2 separate regions of the Mus musculus genome follow, and region 2 is linked to region 1. A link is a contact called in public HiChIP or PLAC-seq data. All regions are on one chromosome and are shown on one strand. Each heading gives the region's core, a stretch centred on a gene start, on an enhancer-like site or on the middle of the called end of the contact. The rest is flanking DNA. Distances are from core to core; before and after follow the strand shown.

What was found. HiChIP or PLAC-seq counts read pairs in DNA pulled down with a chosen protein or histone mark.
Region 2: a contact with region 1 is called in an H3K27ac HiChIP or PLAC-seq map of T-cell acute lymphoblastic leukemia, with 4 times the contacts expected there. The contact joins two enhancer-like sites. A contact is called at or near these places in 1 of 15 datasets of contacts at CTCF or cohesin (CD8 T cells), 3 of 484 Hi-C or Micro-C datasets (Th1 cells and cerebral cortex), 3 of 115 datasets of contacts at active chromatin or transcription factors (CD8 T cells and T-cell acute lymphoblastic leukemia) and 1 of 9 other capture datasets (embryonic stem cells).

Annotation. Positions count from the first base shown.
Region 1 is chr10:28,498,393-28,501,684 of GRCm38.p6, forward strand. All of the region lies in intron 13 of Ptprk (protein tyrosine phosphatase, receptor type, K), which reads left to right. Among named protein-coding and RNA genes, the nearest start is that of Themis, 170 kb to the right of the region's middle. Within about 2 kb of position 1,844, at least 3 of the 459 cell types and tissues checked have an H3K27ac peak or open chromatin away from gene starts, as enhancers often do. A contact at or near this core is called in T-cell acute lymphoblastic leukemia, where this site is marked.
Region 2 is chr10:28,694,345-28,697,636 of GRCm38.p6, forward strand. All of the region lies in intron 1 of Themis (thymocyte selection associated), which reads left to right. Among named protein-coding and RNA genes, the nearest start is that of Themis, 28 kb to the left of the region's middle. Within about 2 kb of position 1,502, at least 32 of the 459 cell types and tissues checked have an H3K27ac peak or open chromatin away from gene starts, as enhancers often do. A contact at or near this core is called in T-cell acute lymphoblastic leukemia, where this site is marked.

The sequences.
Region 1 (3,292 bases), core at 594-3,093:
TCCTTTAGATAGGAAAATTCTGTATTTCTCTAACAGGAAAAGAAAAAATAAAGAAAAGAAAAAAGAACTGCAGTACTTGGAACATGTCAAATTTTCTTTCCATTCTCTTGTTTTTGCGTGAGCTGTCTTTCAGTCACTCTGTCCTCTTTTGGATGACAATAAATGCATGATGTCAAATGGAGCAGTATCTATGCTCCAGGGAGGATTATAGATGGTGGTATTTGATCTTAGCATGTGACACAGAACATTAGCAAGCAGCCTGGAGGGTGGCTAAGAAGATTTCTGTTTGTGGTCATTTCCCTTGTTCTCGTGAGGTTTTCCTGCAGGTGACAGACTGGCATACTCTGCATAAAGACTCTGGCCTTAGACTATCTGGGTTAGATCCTGATTTTGCCTCTCAGCTTTGGACAAGTGACTAAAGCTGCATTTACCAAATGCTCGTAATAAAATACTTATCACTCTACTTTTTGAAGATTTAGGGAACATATTAAATACTCTGTCCTCATTTGGGGTTTCCTTTCTTGTTATCTATGATATATCTTGCTTCACTCTGCCCAGGACCCGAGCCACCCCTATGTCCACAGCTTTTATGGTGAATACACTAAACACCTGTCATATAACTTACAAACCACCTTGGTACTAGATCACATGTTGCTGTGTTGCTCTGCTTGTATTCATGAACACCTAGTTTATTTAATAATGACTTCAAAGTACAAATGGATTTACTCTGGCAGGTATTATAGTGTATTTCTATAATTGTTGTGCCTTATTATAATTCACAATATCTTATATCTAATTTATATTATACTTTATCATAATCATATACATGTAGAAGAAGTAGTATTTGCAGAATCTAATATTATCTGTGATTTTAGTCATCTATTGGGGCTCTTGAAACATATCCGCTGCAGATGAAGAGGCTGTTACACACACAATGCTCTTTGAACAAGCCCTAGAATATTGAAGCTATTACTTATGTTAAGCACTGTTTTTATACCTTAGTTATACAGTGCATCAGTATCTTACTAACAGACCTCTTTAGAAGCTCATGTAAGAGCCTCTGTGGTTTCTGTCACTGCTTTAAATCTAGAATATCACAGTGTCCCGGCCCTAGGTGAACAGGTTTTTAACCTTGCTTTTGAACCACGTAAACCATTGTATGCAGTTATGGAAAAAACATGAATAGGAAAGTAAAGGTAAATTGAAGATAGAATATCACACTTAGTAAAGTGACACTGTCTTATTGCCTCAGTGCACAGTAAAAAAGTACCTTATCATTATGGTTGCCTTTTGTCTGAAAATTTTCAGCATGAAGATAAAAATTTTCAGACAAAGCATCTTGAAGACCTATTTGATGATCAAAATTTCATTAACTGCACATCCTATCAAGGGGTACAAAGAAACTTTCCAGTAAAGGACTGACTAGTTAAACAAGTGTGCACTTTTGTTAATGACTGTCTAAGCCATATACATGTATGAGATGTGTGGGCTTTGCGGTTATGCATGTATACATAGGTTCATTAGTAGATTTCTTGATTTTTTTTTTTTAGAGAAAGGTAATAAAGTGATGAGAACTGTATAAGTGTGCGTAGGAACAATGCTGAGTCCATAGGCAGATCTTTGGCACGTGGGAGACTGCCCCTGATGCTCAGGGAAACAAAATCATTTCACTTCTCAAATAGTGTCAACAAAAGGACAACCGAGCCAGGGTTGGCTGGGATGACCAGAAAGTTAGAAAACACTCCATTGTAATCTACGTGACATCCCTATGGGGTCATCCTGTGTCCCACCTCTACATTCCTCAGACCCTACCCCTGTCTTCACCTCTACACCCCCAGCTACAAGTACTAAGAAGGTGGGTCCCTGCTTCCCAAATGCCCTTCATAGATAAGTCAAGTTTGCTGAGAAGAGCAGGAGTCTTTTCAAGTCCAGATGTATCTGTTTTAAGATATTCTAGTTTTCCATGTTGAATACAGTTAGACAATGTGTATTTGCTTGGTTTTTTTTAACTTAAATACTTAATCAAGATGAATTCTGTGACTCAAGAGTCTCATATATCACTATATTCCAGGGACAAGTACAAGATGAAAGTCTTATTATGTACGACAAATATTTGTTCAATTGATAATTAAATTTAAATCTGAGGTATATAGTTCTGCTTTAATATTTAATCAAACTGGTTACAGCACTGCCTGCATTTCTGAAAAGTAGCCAAGCATGGGTATGTAACAAGTTGCATATGTAGCAGAGGTTGTTTTGTGTTTCTTGACATGTGCATTTATATGTCACATTCTAGTTCACGAAATATCTCGAAAGCTGTGTGAGTCTGGTTAACAAGAGTTTGTAAACTGATACATATTAAGTTTAATGTACGTTTTCTTTGGATGACCTGTGGCTAGAATAAGTGATAGTACATGATCTCTTCATTCAAATATCGATTTACATACATAAATAAGACAGTTTAGCTAAAATGCTTCAACTTGGTCACTGCGATTCTATAACTTTGTTGGTTCCCAGGATGAAGACAGTAGTCAATGTCTTAACAAGAACTAAATGGTTTGATGTATTTAAGCAGAAACTCTAAAGGAAATATCTTATTACTTTGACGTTCTATGGAGCCATTGTGGTAAAAGATTAAAATTCCATTAAACATTGTATGAATGAGTGTTCCTTAGCAGCACAAAAATATGTTTTGCTGATGTGAACCTCTCTGACTTCATTTTTATGTATTAAAATATTATCTGCAGCTGAACATAAGAACTCTGAACATTAATTACAAAACTCGAACTAGAAAGTTAAAAAGGGATATTGCTGATTTTTCTTTTGCTAAAGTCAGTTCTCCCAATAACCTCTATATGCCAGGAATATTCTTCATTTAATGTTATTTTCTTAAATCACATAACAAGGATGTATATGGTTCCTTCGTAAGTAGACTTTCATCCCCTCCCTCCCAAAAAAATGTATTTCTCATGGAAGAGGAAAGGCCCTGAACTTTAAAGGGCTTCTTTGCTCTCTTCCTAGCACTACCCTAGCTGGAACTCAGATATATATTTATATTTACTATTAGAGAAAATGCTGTTTGCATGGTCTACTGCCTGATCAGATACAGGTAGGCAGTTTGTGTCTGAGAGTTCCTATTAATCAATACTTCATTCTAGCTGCATATTCTTGCCATGAATGAGTAGAGATAACTCCAGCATCTTCACTCTTCTTTCTTATGCCATAAATGTATTTAAATAGCAAAATGAGAATGGGCATAGACTAATTGGTTGAAAACTTTTTCAAATTAAGT
Region 2 (3,292 bases), core at 252-2,751, 200 kb after region 1:
ATCACATATTGAGCAGGGTAGGTACGTAAAGTTGTTGGAAGAGTTGATTCACCTTACCTAAATGGTAGAATTGTGTAAGTCAGTTGTATATAAACTTTGTTCATTTATAGTTACGATAACACGGTCTCATTTCATCCTCCCCTTCTGTGATGAGCTCTTCTTCACCTTTTTTGTTGCAGTTTTCTATCTTTTATTTACTTCAGTGATTCTTTTTTCTATTGTTTATTTTCAAATGTCCTCAAGCTAGGGGCTTACTGCTCTGAGGCCTTGAACTTCTAAAATAAGTCACCAGTGCTAAAGCCTTCGCTTTTAACTCAGTTGTGTCGCACAAGGTTTGACATACGGTATTTCCATTGGCATTGATTTCAGTACATCACTTGGCTGTATGTTGTCTGGTTTTTAAGTGTAAAGGGAATTTCCTATTACCTTTTTGTAATTTGGTTTAATTTGTCATCATAGACTATTCTGACACAATTCTTTTAAGCTTTTGATGAATCTTTTTAAATTGTAAGTTTATTTTATTGTATTTTATGGGCACTCTGTCTATCTGTATGCCTGATCACCACTTGCATGTCCTGTGCCTGTGGAGTCCAGAAAAGAGCATCAGATCCCTTGAACTGGAGTCACAGACCCTGATCCTCTGGAAGAGCAACCAATGCTCTCAACTGATGAGCCATCTCTTCACTATCCCCACACCCATGCCTTTTTCGTAAGACACAGTTTATTCCACTGTGGTTTTGTGAGCAGTTGAACACTGCATTTTTCTGTCATTAGGCAAAGGGTTATTTCTGTGGACATTGGATTCTGTAGTTGACAGCATTGCTGAGTAACTCTGTGATTCAACTGATAACCTGTCTAGCACTTTGATCGGTTGTTGAGAGGGGTTGATGTAGTTTCCAGGTGCAGCCGTGACTTCTGTTTTCTCCTCTCAGTTATCACGGGGAGTTTTTGGCCTCTGTGGTTTGGTAAGTACATTCCGAGCACCATAATATCTCCTTAGTAAAACGACTCACTTACCATCCTGTTCTTTTTATTCCTTTGTCTGTATTAGATATTTCTGCTGCAAAGTTTACTTTAACATATATAAATTTCTACTTTCTTTGAGAAATGTTTGTTTGGCATATCTTTTCCAAGACTTCTTTTTTGAATTTTTTGGTACTATTATAGTTGGAGCAAGCTTCCTGGGACACCTTAGGGAGAGATAACAGATGGGACCCCTGGTACTTCACAAACACTACCCTAGGATCTTTAGAGTACAGTATTTTTGGTCTATGAAAGCCTGTACTTGCACTGTTTGGTACATAGATGCTTTGCTGACAAAATTCCTGCTTTTTCACCAGACATCACCCCAGTGGAGGGAGGAGGAATAGTTGAATGCTTTATGGTGGGAATGAGAGTCCAAGATCTCATTGTGGTTTTCACACAGGGTTGTGGAAATTAGTAGTGCCTTAGTAAGATGGAAGTCCCAGTGCTGAACTTTACTCTTTCTGATACAATCTGAGCAAACCTCAGGAGTGAGACAGTGTGCAGGTCTTGAATTAGAAGGTACCCAGCGTATCTACTCCTCTTTGTTGATGTATGAAACACAGCCAGTTTTCTATGACATTTGGCTGCAGTAAGTAGTATGGCCATTGTATACTTATTGCTTCCTAATCTTTCAGCTAGAGCCAAGAGACTTTTCATAAGGATTTTGTTTTGTTTAGAGACAGCTATTGTTATGTTGCCAAGATCAGACCCCCATCATTTTATTAATACTTAACTAAGGGTGTACTTATACTCAAGGTTTTCTAACTCAGTATATTGAGGACTAAGATTGTATAAGCAAATGAAACTTGAACATATTTCAACTGTACCCATTTGGCATTTCTAGATTATATAAGCATGTGAAGTTTGAACATATTTTAGTTGTACCCATTTGGCATTTCTAGGTTGTTAGCTTTTTTGGCTTCAGCTCTGGAATATCTGAGGAAAGTAAAATGTAATGAATGTCTATCTTTTCAGAGGCAGAAACATTTTTATAAGATTTTTGTAGCAAATGTAAGATTTATATGTCTGGAATTCAATAGTCACGTAAGTTTATGCACTAACACCTGACAAATGCTAAGAGAGGCTTCTCTGACCAAAGCAGAGAGCAGCAATAATGTATGTGTAAAAGCACAAATATTGAAAAAGAAATATGGCATCATGTGCCTTTAGCAAATCAGCAGTCCTAGGTTCCATCTAGGACCTATTAACTGCCTAGTCATGGGCTTTTGACTAGGTTGACAGGATGAGTCATGAATTCTTTCCAGTGAAGAGGGCATCAGAGCCAATCAATCAAAAAGTGATTGGTTACCCCATAATGGTCACAGCACCATTATACCCATGAGTGTTTCATGCCTGGCAGGTGGTTACTTAACTCATAAGATTCATATCTAGATCAGATTGACGACAACTTTTCTCACCCAGGAACTTTCCTAGCACCTTTGGGCCCTGTGAAAGCCAGCCAGTAAGGTGGAAGTATGAAGTTCAGGTCCAGCCTGAGTTCTCTATGTCCTGGAACTGTGTGTGCCATTAGTGACAGCGTCTCACCATCTAGTTCTTGTGGGCAGTCAAGAACAATGGTAGTATCTCAGACTGTTTGGGAGACCTCTAGGACCTTCAGATCCTTGACCAACAAGTCGCCTCTTGCCTTGGGATTTTTATTTGATAACTCATGGGTTCTGTAAACACCATTATCCCTCTGTCTTTGTGCCACCATTGCACTAGCATACCTTGCAGGTAGGACACTATTATTAACTGAAAGGTTTGCAGCAGAGTTGAGTTTATCATTTTCCTTTGGTAGAGTGCAAAGGAAAAAAAAGTCCTCTACTAAGAATCTACTAGTTCTTAGGGGGTGAAGGCTCTAGGATGGCACCAGCTCAACTTGTCTGTGTTCTCAATGAGTTGTGTAGGTACTGTCTTCAGCTGACAGTTTGTGGAGAGCAACCTTGGTAACAGCACAAGTTGTTTGGAGATTCCCATAACATTCCTTTGGACAGCAACTCAATTAGAAAAACCCATTTACCATACTGGAAGTTTCATTTGGTGACAAGAAATTTCCATTTGGGCCTTATTTGGGGGTATCATTTAGATTTCCTTCATATATGCATATATTAGGAAGTGTCTACTAAATCAGGGTCCCATTCAAATGACCCTCAATTTTAGCTGTTTTCACCATGTTTTTCTCCTCTGTCCTCTTCCAGTTTGATTCAGCTGTCCCTTGTTTATCCATAGAGTTTTTTTTTTTCCATTTTTATGGAGCTCTCCATTT